3 separate regions of the Mus musculus genome follow, and regions 2 and 3 are each linked to region 1. Evidence: chromatin contacts called from public Hi-C and HiCAR-type data. All regions are on one chromosome and are shown on one strand. Each heading gives the region's core, a stretch centred on a gene start, on an enhancer-like site or on the middle of the called end of the contact. The rest is flanking DNA. Distances are from core to core; before and after follow the strand shown. Region 1 holds the start of Alcam (activated leukocyte cell adhesion molecule). Region 2 holds the start of 1700116B05Rik (RIKEN cDNA 1700116B05 gene). Region 3 has its middle 300 kb from the start of Gm32431.

Evidence for each region. A called contact is a pair of places that touch in the nucleus more often than the background predicts. HiCAR-type assays count read pairs that join an accessible place to other places.
Region 2: a HiCAR-type map of astrocytes shows a contact between it and region 1, with 4 times the contacts expected there. The contact joins the promoter of 1700116B05Rik here to the promoter of Alcam in region 1. A contact is called at or near these places in 6 of 39 promoter capture datasets (the 3T3-L1 cell line, 3T3-L1-derived adipocytes, cranial neural crest and 2 more), 2 of 484 Hi-C or Micro-C datasets (cortical neurons and nephron progenitors) and 3 of 115 datasets of contacts at active chromatin or transcription factors (astrocytes, embryonic forebrain and embryonic hindbrain).
Region 3: a contact with region 1 is called in a Hi-C map of pro-B cells, with 2.7 times the contacts expected there. The contact joins the enhancer-like site here to the promoter of Alcam in region 1. A contact is called at or near these places in 1 of 484 Hi-C or Micro-C datasets (pro-B cells), 2 of 115 datasets of contacts at active chromatin or transcription factors (embryonic forebrain and large pre-B cells) and 1 of 9 other capture datasets (adipose tissue).

Annotation. Positions count from the first base shown.
Region 1 is chr16:52,451,369-52,455,113 of GRCm38.p6, forward strand. Alcam (activated leukocyte cell adhesion molecule) reads right to left here and starts at 1,713. Exons shown (of 16, transcript NM_009655.3): 1 at 1,025-1,713. The coding sequence starts at 1,097.
Region 2 is chr16:50,781,239-50,784,983 of GRCm38.p6, forward strand. It overlaps 1700116B05Rik (RIKEN cDNA 1700116B05 gene), which reads left to right and starts at 2,171. Exons shown (of 2, transcript NR_131006.2): 1 at 2,171-2,319; 2 at 2,592-2,853.
Region 3 is chr16:51,350,267-51,354,011 of GRCm38.p6, forward strand. No RefSeq gene overlaps it. Among named protein-coding and RNA genes, the nearest start is that of Gm32431, 300 kb to the left of the region's middle. Within about 2 kb of position 2,050, at least 33 of the 459 cell types and tissues checked have an H3K27ac peak or open chromatin away from gene starts, as enhancers often do. A contact at or near this core is called in pro-B cells, where this site is marked.

The DNA of each region.
Region 1 (3,745 bases), core at 463-2,962:
GACCTGTTTTAACCCCTCCTAAATGTAAAACTTAAAAAGAGAGAGAAGAAAAAACAGGCAGAAACCAGAATAACAAGGAGTAGTTTAACCCCCAACTATCCAGGACACAGTGGGAAATCAAAACTTCAAAGGATTAGATCCTCAGGCTCCGCAGGGAAAAGTGCCTGCCGCTTGAATGAATGACTGGGAGCGCATAGCGGGCTGGGCAGGACCAAGGAATGGCAGCCAGCAGGCCAGCTGGCGGACCACGGGCCAGGGATGTCCCCTGGGGGTGAGAAAAGGGGTTCCCCACAAGATATTCTGGTTGGTGGGAATTTTGTCGTTTTTCTTTGAGGACTCTCTGTAGAAGTGAGAACTGAGGCGCTACCACTGGGTGTGGAAACCAAGAAATCCCTCGCTTTAAGGCTCGCAAACCTGACTGCTAACCCAGTCCACGCTGCGTGACTCGGCTGCCATCAACCCTACACTAGCTACCCACTAGACAATGCAGCTTCTATTTCAGTATTATTATTATTAAAAAAAAAAAGATAGTCAAAACCCTCCTTATCCCCTGCCATTCCTCCCAGGTCTTCACATTATGACCAAGAGGAAGTTACTTAGGGGATTTATCGTGACAAAGTGCCAGCAGTTATTTCACCTCAAAGCCCAGCGAAAGGAAACTGCTCTGAGTGCAGTGAATTGTACTTTGATACCAAGAGACTGGAGGGACGGTGCGGGGGAGAGAGTTCAGCAGATCTTGCCGGGGGGGGGGGGGTCCTGCACCCTCAAGCTAAGCCTCACCCAAAGTTCCTGGAGATGTGCTTAGTTTTCAATCTCGCTGCCCAAACCTGAGCAGACCAGTCAAGCCTAAAACGTGTGACACAGGTGACTGTTCCCAGGGACAGATCTGTGTCCCCCGCGCGCCTTTATGGCTCCCATACTTTGCTAAGCACACGCTAGAGCGCACAGCCCCAGGCCTCCCGGGGAACCGCCCCCGGTCCGCAACAACCACTACAGTGGGGCTGTTCAGAGGCCAAAAGCTTACCTGGTCTGAGGACCGCGGCGGAGATCAAGAGGCAGAAAACCAGACGGCAAGAAGGGGACACCTTAGATGCCATATTCCTCCTCCTAGAAGGCCACCGACAAAGTCCACGCCGCAGGAGGGGGCGTCGTCCCCGGGCCCACGGGGCCCGCTCGCTTGTGGGTCTCGCCTTAGGGGGACAGCGACTTTTTTCCAAGACACACGGTCCCCCGGGGACTGTGGCGCTGCGCCGTCGGGTCTGTGCCACACGCAACTTTCCTCCACGCGGAACCCGCAACTCCTCCCTCCCCCCCTCCACACCCTTCCTCAGTGTCTCTGGCAGCTACTCCCAGGACGGGCGACCCTCTTATTCCAGGAGACGCTTCAGTAGTCAGTCAAGGTAGACGCGGTTTCTTTTTGGATGCTGTCTTCTAGTAGTTTCTCTTCTTGCAAAGGAGAGGATAAGAAGAGTGATGAGAGTTGCACCGTGCACGGATCACCGGGAGCAGAGAAGGGTCGGCGGGGCAGCGCCGCGGGGTCCCGACGGTGGGTCTCCTCAGGTGGCAGCCGAGGCAGAGGCTGTAGCGGCGGCAGCTGGAGCAGTGGCGGCGGCCGCGGGCTCCGGCTGCTCTGAGTGGAGGACGGGAAGGCGTGTGTAAGCTGCCTGTCTCCTCCTCCCGCTCCTCCCGCTCCTCCTGCTCCTCCCGCTCCTCTCTCCCGCCCAGCTTCCTCGGCGGCAGCGCGGAGCAGGTGGTTGGAGCGCCGATCCGCAGCCTAGAGGCGCTGCAGGACCAAGTCGGAGACTGAGCAGAGCTGGCGGCCCCTGGTGGGAGAAGAGCCTGATGCCCCAGCCCCCGCGCTCTGGTGGGCGGGGCTGACATCGACTCCGCCTCCCACAGGACACGCTGGCCAATGAAGAGCGGGATCGAGAGTAGGGGGCGTGACGGGCTGGATTCGCCAGTGTCTGGCTCTTACCAGGGGATTCTCAGCGCCCCAAAGACATAGGATCTGAGATCTTTTGCTGTCCTCCCAGCCTGGCCACATAGCTGTCTTCTTGCACTCCGAAGCCCAGTCCACTGGCTCACTCCTTAGGGATTTTTCTTCTCGACGAGGGTACCGCCTTCACCTTCTGTAGAGTTGTTGGGGCGAAGAGCTCACCTTGGGTCCTCTTGGACTAGGACTGAGGAGGTGGAAAAGATGGAGATTCTCCACCCGGAGGCTCACGGAAACAGCTACTGGTGGTTGAGAGTAATTTCCCCCACTTTGAAGAGAAGGTTACTCCTTCTCGAATTCGCCGTTCTTCTGTTCCCCTAGTCCTGGCTGGCGTACACTTTATCAAAGCAAATCATTTAATCAACTATCCAGTACCGAAAAGCAGAAGAGATTTTTGTGCTCCCCCTTCGCCCCCATCTCCTTCCCGGTGAGAATTAGGACTCTAGACCATAACACACGTCGCCACACTGATTTTCAAAACGTTCTTTAAAGAAAAAAAAAGTCACGTTTACTTTTAATTAGGTGACGATTTGAAGTTACAAAACAAAATCCAGAGTTACTCAGATTAAAAACCTACGCCTCCTGGTCCTTTCCAGAAAGCCAGGCATCCAGCAGATGGACGGGGCTTCTCAGGCAATTTCAAAAGCTTGAACCACCTCCTAGGCGTAGCATCGGGAAGCCGTGTCGCTTTCAGTTCATGCAGAAAGCATAAAGGAATATTTTCCTCTAAAACACCAGGGTGGAGCTGTTGGGACCGTAAGTGGCTCTAACTCAAGATTGCAGGATCACAACTCTTAATGCCCTCAGCATAATAAAATCCTGGTCCCTGAACCACCTCGCAAGGGCATGAAATAGTCTTTGGTGCATCACAGGGTCACCCCCTGTGTGAAGCCAGTCTCCAGCAGGGAATGCTAACTAGCCTCACGGGACTTTGTCTTCAAAAGATTGGGAACCACCAGCTACTTGCAAGTGGATATGGGGGGTGTCTAAGTGTGCAGGCAGAAGCTTCGTACAGACACACACACACACACACACACACACACACACACACGAATGCGCAAGCGCACAGACAAACACAGACACGGATCTTTGAATCCCTTTCCTTTCGTGCTTGAAATTATTAAACTCTGTCTTCAGCTGTGATTTTCCCCCCAGCGCCTCCCTGTCTTGTTCTCCTCGCTTTTACAGTATTGTAGGATAGATCTCTTATATTTTTCCTCCGAAAATCCTTTTTCCCACATGGTTTTAACATTTACATTTCATTTGCATCTTATGAATCAACAGGAAGGCTAAATGCTAGGGGCAAATGCCTGTTAACTCTGCATTTGGTGCACAGAGCTAAACTGCTGGCACGCTCATGGGAACCTACAAGATTCCTTTAGGGAATTTTTCTTCAAACTGCAGCCAGCCTAAAATAGAGTGTTTGGGAATAAATCACTCTAATTGTGTTTCTTCTGAATCTTCAGATTATCTGACTATTTTGAGGTGAAACCTAACATAGCATATCGTTGCTAAATAAATAAATAAATAAATGGCAAAGATGGCATGTCAGATCCTGGCTTTTACAGTGTCTGACGAGCATATCTAAGCCTCTCTAAGCCCCACTCACTATCTTCACTTTTGAAAGGGGATATCCGTTGTTGAGGACTCATTGGATTGATTATTCTGAGTAAATGAGATCTCCTAGGTCACTGGCCAGCCACAGCAGCAGGTGCTGGCCTTTTGGGAAATGGAACCTAGAGAAAACACTGA
Region 2 (3,745 bases), core at 921-3,420, 1.7 Mb before region 1:
GTGTTAAACTGCAAAAAAAAAAAAAAAAGAAAGAAAGAAAGAAAGAAAAGTAAAGATACCTAGTGCAATCTTCATCAAAGAATGAACAAAACCGAAGCCATTACATTATATGACATAAAAATATGTTACAGAGCTATAGTGACTAAAACAGCATGAACTAAGAACAGATACGAAAAACAGAACAGTCAGAAATAAATTCACATAGCACAGCCTTTGAAAAGTACACAGTGGGAAATTGTACTTTTTAAAAAAATAAAGGACTTTAGAAAAATAGATATCCATATACAGAAATATTAATTTAGATGTTTATACTACCTTATAAATATACCAACTCAACATGGGAATTATAGATTTACATTTAAGTCTGAATTTAGATATGTTTAGATATGGAACTCTGAAACTTAAAGCATCATTTTATCTGAAAGATTTGATTTTTTTTTTGAGGATCACCATCTTATTGTTGAAAGGGGAAATAAAATACTCTAGTAGTGACTGAATATAACACTTAAAATTCTTAGGGTCACATCCGTTTATTTTGTGGAGGTTCCAGAGGCTGCAGGCATGTCCTGGTACTAAAGTTTTTTCTTCAGTCACTAATTTCTCACTCTGCCTGCTCAGCTCAAATGGAGACCTGTTCATTCCCACCATCTTGCTGAAGTCCCAGCCTTACCTAGCCTTTGACCCTGAGTCTTCCTTACCCATGAATCCACCCATGAAGATTTTGATGCCAACCCTGGTCTTGGCTACAGCCTCTAGTGTCTGTGCTGTTTTTCCTCTACAGTAGGTATTTCTCTTGCTAGCAGCACCGTCAAACCATAGAGTGCATGGAAATGTCTACCTATTGTCCTTGCTTCTGAGAAGTTCGGGCTACCTGTACTGGCTAGTTTTGTGTCAACTTGACACAGCTGGGGTTATCACAGAGAAAGGAGCTTCAGTTGAGGAAATGCCTCCAAGAGATCCAACTGTAAGGCATTTTCTCAATTAGTGATCAAGGGGGAAAGGCCCCTTGTGGGTAGTACCATCTCTGGGCTGGTAGTCTTGGGTTCTATAAGAGAGCAGGCTGAGCAAGCCAGGGGAGGCAAGCCAGTAAAGAACATCCCTCCATGGCCTCTGCATCAGCTCCTGCTCCCTGACCTGTTTGAGTTCCAGTCCTGACTTCCTTTGGTGATGAACAGCAGCATGGAAGTGTAAGCCAAATAAAACCTTTCCTTCCCAACTTGTTTCTTGGTCATGATGTTTGTGCAGGAATAGAAACCCTGACTAAGACACTACCCAAGAAGGCTAGAGCCTTCTTGTGACTGACACAGTCCCAATACATTTCTCTTCTTCTACCCTTCTAGGCTGATGTGGTGACAACTGTTTAAATCATTGGTTACAAATGGGGCCAGAACATGTTTATGGGTTCGGGTGCCATCTTTTTATAGGCACTTTTGCATGTTAGCTGAAGGGAAGGAAGAATGGGGCCATGTCTGCAAATACCCCTTTCTTCCTCTCTCAGTCATCCCAGGGCCAGGCTCCCAGGTTCCTCCTTCCATCGTGTACAGACCCACTCCTCCTTCCCCAGGCTTTTCACTTTCTCCTCTGTAGAAGTGATGTTGGCATTGCTACGGGGAGAATAGAAAACAGCAGTTTAGTATTCTCAAACATCTTTCCTATCAGCTATGGCACACACGACGAATTAGCCTCGCTCTTTCCCCCCTGCATCCCATTTTCTCTGTGCAGTGCATTCCCATGATTTTTTTCTTTTGCTTTAATTTCTCCTGACTTATAATGCCTCTGAATTAAACATTTTACCAAAGGAGGAGGGAGAGCCTTTCTTCAACTTTGCGAGTAAATTGCAGGATTTAATAATTTAAAGACTCTTTTTTTTTTCTTCTGTTAGTTGAAGGAATTAAAAAAAAAAAACAAAAAAACCTTACTGTAGTTAAAGGTCTCAGAAATTGAAATATTCATACAGAGTCATTTATGATATAATTGTAATGGGTACTTTTAAGTCCATGGTGTATGGTCAGAAGTCTGAGAGGTCACAAGAGTAATTCAAAATCATTAATATTAATGACTTCTTTAGTCATTGAATTTCTTTTAAAATCTCATCAGCATTTAGTTTGCTTTCATCCTCCAACTAATAGACCGTTTCTGTCCGTTGACGGCTTGACACTGTTTGTACAGTGCTTGCATTCGGAAGTGCCACGTGGTTGACAGTCTTGCTGCTCTCTTTCCTCCTAGCCCTGGAGAATTGGCATCACCTGGAGCTTGCTAGGCTCCTCAGATCACCACAAACATTCCACATCAGAATCTGGATCTTTCCTGCCTCCCCAGGTGACCTGGGTGAACCCTAGATCATGAGAAGCACTGGCCAGCCAGCCCCACGGGGTGGGGGTGGGGGTGGGGTGGTGGGGAGGGGAAAGGGGCGGGGCAAAGCCTCCAGAGAGACAAGTGTCAGTGTGTTTTTGCAAACTGTTTGTAACAATAACATGGGATGGAAGTAAATCATTCCTTTCTATTCTACCTTATTATGTTTTTGTTTTTGTTTTTTTTTTTTTGTTTTTGTTTTAAATTCGTTCCCATTTCTTCACCTAATTAAAAAGCAGACAGCTGTTCCCGGGGAGTACCTGAGCTATGCCTCGTCCAAGCTGTCAGGCGTCAACATTCGTCAAGCCTTTCGGTTCAGCTGTGCCATAGCTCCCAAGTCAGCAGTTCTCCGGGCCACCTGTTACCACAAGCTCCATCAGGACACTTCCAGACAATCCTTTCCTCAGCTCTGTCCTCCCCCTTCACCCCTACTTAAAGCCCACGGCAATTGGAAACAACAAAAATGACTTGTTCAAAAGTAAATCTCTATGAAGAAAAGCAGCTGTGGTGTAGAGTGGAACTAATTTTATCGAGTCTTTTTTCCTTCCTCCACACCAGTTGAAGACCACAGGAGGGAGAGGGCTGGGAGGGCGGATTTTGAAATTTCCTGTGGCCCACCGGGAGAGACCTCTATCCCCAAAGCAAATGTAGGATTTGAAGCGAGGTCTTCCCATGGAGGGTTAGTTATCCCAGTGCTGCTGGGATAACTGAGATAACTTTGTTCACCCTTCCCACTGTCGCTATTCTCTCCCATCTCACTTCTCGGTTCAGCCCCCTCTCCCCCATTTCTCTACCTTGTTAGAATTCCACGAATACTTCCGAGCCTCTACTTCATTCTCTACACCCACCCTTTCCTGCGCCACCGTCTTTTGTTCCTTGATTAATTCAGTCACTGGACTTGGTTTGGAATCCTGGCCTGAAGCCCGTTCCTTTGATGACAGGGGCCCAGACTGCACACACAGTCATGCACAGGAATATGGAGCAGAGGTTTGGGAAACGGGCTAGCTAGGTCATAGACTAGCATGTTTGGTGATAGATATAAGTGTGACTGGCAGATACCAAGGGTCTGGGGTGCACGCAATAGGATTTCTGGGTGCTTATGTCCCTGGAGTGATGGATTGGATAGGAACAGAACAAGAAACAATTTGTTAAATAATACACTACCAAAGGGATTGGGAAGCAGAGAGGAAAGTTAGATGCTCAATGGCGCTATGCACTCTAAAGCAGTGGTCCTCAACCTTCCTTAAAGCTGCAACCCTTGAATACAGTTCCTAACACTGTGGTGACCCCTAACCATAAAATTATTTTGTTGCTATGCCAGGACTGTAATTTTACTAGTTATAAACTAGCTAGTAATATAAACATCTGACATATAGGATATCTGATATACAGC
Region 3 (3,745 bases), core at 800-3,299, 1.1 Mb before region 1:
CCTCCTGTTCCAAGAGACCTCCAGTTGGAAGCCATGTCTAACAAGCCACAGAACAATGAAAGGAAGAATTATGTAGCACCCCTCTCCTCTTAATTTCCTTTTCATTTCTTTTGCATAGCTATGCTTTTCTTTCTGTTTTTAATAACAAATGGGATGGCTTATGCCAAGTAGTGGTACAGCTTGGTTATATGGTGTACTCAAGACTACTCAGAAGGAGAGAAATCATGCCTAATACTGGAAACCTAGTCAAATACCCTGGGCTAATGAAGTCAGGGATCCGGGAGGAGAACCCACAGTAGCCATTTCGGTTGAATAAATAATATTGTAGCTTCAGCAATTTTAAAGGCCCGTGAACTGAAGTTTGAGCCTTCCAGTTAAGGACTCAAAGTAATGGGAAGGACACAGATGTCTGGTTGTGACAGTAGATGGTAGAGTTTAGCTTGGAAACAGTCACAAAGAAGATGGCAAGAGGAGTGGCTGCATAGTCTTAAAGAAGGCAAGAAAAACCAGCCCAAGTGTTCGGGTAAAGTGTGAGAACATGGGACTACACTGATTATTCTCTTTTTAGGAAAAAAAAACCTGAATTATTGAGCTTTATGTGAAAGATCTCTGTCTTCAAAACTTAAAAAGAACAAAATTCAGAATATCTCCTAGGTTACCCATGGACCCAATTTGAGGTCTAAGCCCTCTTAAGACTAATTGAGCTTAAAACACCTGATGCAAGCCTTCCTCTGTCTTTCATGTATATTTAACATAGAGTGAATAACCAGTAGCATTCTCTGCCACAAAGATCATGGCAAGTATTAAACTCAACTTTTGAGGAAACCGAGAGACTCTATCAAAGGTGGGGGCTTCGAATTAATCTAAATGAGCATACAGATGAAGAAAAGAGATCCTTTAACAGAGAGGGATCACAAGATGGCACCCATATCCTGACTGTAACAGAACTTAATAAATGTAATGAAATATATTTTAAAAAATATTATTGAGGACATGGAACAGAAAAATGGCAGTTACACTCTATGAAAGCATGTTTGGCCACTAGGAAATACATAGCACAGACAAGGACTATGATGTGGCAGTGTATGCTTTCCAAAGCAGGTAGAACTCAGGAACCCTATCTTTTTCAGTAGTTGGATGAGGTTGTAACGGAGCCTGTGGAGGTTTGAATGACAATGGCTACTCACTCTAGAATCATAAGCTTAACTTGTTCCCTAGTTGGTAGAACCGTATGGGAAGAATAAGGAGGGGTGGCCTTGCTGGAGGAGGGGTTATTCCCTGCTTCCTGCTTGTGATTTTGATATGAGCTATCAGTCTTTCCTGTTGTGATGCCTTAATTCCTCCATCATGAATTCTAACCCTCTTAAATGGTAAGCCTAATTAAATTCTTCATTTTATAAGTTATCTTGGTCTTGGTGTTTTATCATAGCAATGTAGCTATGTAACTAAGGCAGTATCTTAGATTTCTTTCTGATTTTTAAATCAATTAGATATAGCACTTTGGGAAGTCAAAAGCTGTTGCTCATGTTACAATGGCAGAGTACTAATCTGAGGAAGCTCTGACTTTGTTTATACTCTCCAATAATGGACGGTAAACAAGTAATGAGATCTCAAACAGAGCAAATTCTCTAAAATGAACAGGAAGTTTAGTGTGACAGCAGATGTCTGGCACACGTTTCCTAAGTTTGAAACTTAAGCCTAGCAATGGATGGATAAAGAATCCATCCCACTTTCATAGAGACTGTTCTAGTTTCTGTCTTCCTGACAGTTAGGTGAAATCAATTTATCCATAATAAGAACAATATCTCAAAAATAAAACTAAACAAAACCAATCTATCAGTAGAGACATATATAGTCATTAAATTATATTCCATGTTCCCTCTAACAAATTCTTCATGGCTTCATTTTTTAATGATGAAGAAATTGACCCTGGAACGGGATCCAACCACAGCAGATGCATTTACAAGAAAACACAGAGGCTTCAGTGTAGGCTGCGTGTGGTGCAGAAGGCAGGAAACATCTGTGAGCACAGGAGAACTGTGGAGCTGTGGTTGGCTGACTCTGCCAGCTTTCCATGGGGTCTCATTCACTGCAGCCTGACGAAGAGTCTTTATTATGTACCACTTCATATGGACCACATAGTGGTGGGCCTCCCCACCCTGGCCAGATGCCTAGTTGCGACAGCTCTGCCATGGTTTCTAGGCAAGTCCTGGTGAATATTCTCACCCACAGTTCATCTGGATTCTCATGAGAATCTTGAGACTGAATGGTTGAAAATCAGTTTAGACACACATTTCTCCTCCTAGTATAGTTAACAATCATGTATTATTGAAATAAAACTGTCTCAGATACATAATATTAAATTCTCAAGATTTCCATACCTAATTCCTTCCAAAAAATTAAAAACAAAACTCAGTATGAAAAAAATATTAAAAATAAAGATTTTTATCAAAAATAAACATACTTTCCCTTAAAAATGTTCTTCTCGTTTTCCTTTTAGGCAATGTTAAATTTTAGTTAGGCCACAACAGACTTCAGTGGAAAGAGTAATAGAACATTATCTAGGATACTACACACACCTGTTTTCAGGTACATGTGTAAATGCAAAGCAGAATTTATGGAGTCATTTGTATAGCACATGGTAGACAAAGGCAAATTAAATATGCACACTCTTAAGATTTAAATCTTTACAATCCTAGGAGCTCATAGGTGCCTTACGTTGCAGGGATGTTTATATACATTCACCAAAAGCATTATTTTTGCCTTATTTTACTTTTCCTCAATTGAATTTTCTTCTCCCTTTCTCTTTGTGTCCCTTTTTCCTGTCCTCCTCTCTCTATCTCCTCCTCTGCTCCTCTTCCTGGCTCTTGCATTTCTTGAGCAACTGCTGTACCTTGGAGACTGAGTGAGGTGCTGATGCTAGAGCATGGGGAAAGATGCTCATTCAGCCTTTCAGCAGCTGGCAGCTTGGAGAGTGATGCTGATGCACAAATAAAAGAAAACTTAAAACGAGTAAGAGGCAGATTGCAACAGAGGTATGGAGAGAAACATCCCAGGGAAGAAATGCCACAGTGCCACTTAGGAGAAGTAGTAGCAATTTATAAAGAAAACGTAGCTATTATTATAAACTACAAGATAGAGAAAGAGCAGTTCAGATTAAAGTAAGTTAAGTGTAGCTGTTGCTGGTGGCACATGCCTTTGATCCCAGCACTTGGGAAGCAGAGGCAGGTGGATCTCTGTTAGTATGAGGCCAGTCTGGTTCACAGAGCAAGTTCCAGGATATCTAAGGCCACTCAGAGAAACCCTGTCAAAAGGAAAACAAAAAACAAAAAACAAACAAACAAACAAACAAAATGGGGGAGGGGGCAAAGGTAAGTATGTGTAAGAGATTGTCTCCTTATCAATAAATGTGGGTTTTCCCAAGGCTTGATTCTTTTACCCCACGACTCTGTTTTTCCTGGAGATGCTCCTGTCGGAAGCTCTTCAAGTTTCTGCACAAGAACCATATTGGATGCTGGAAATTTCTAAATTTATCTTTTGGCAGCTGAGTGAGTTTTTCCTCCTTTTCCTCATTGGGAAAAAAAATTGGACCTCATTGAGAGATTTTTTTTGGAGTCATACCAAATTATTTAAAGCATACTAAAATTAGTTAACATCCCAGACACAGTCTCTCTCATCCATAGATGGGTCTATCTACAGACTCCTGTCAGTATTCAGGAACTTGCATGCAGGGACCATTCCCACC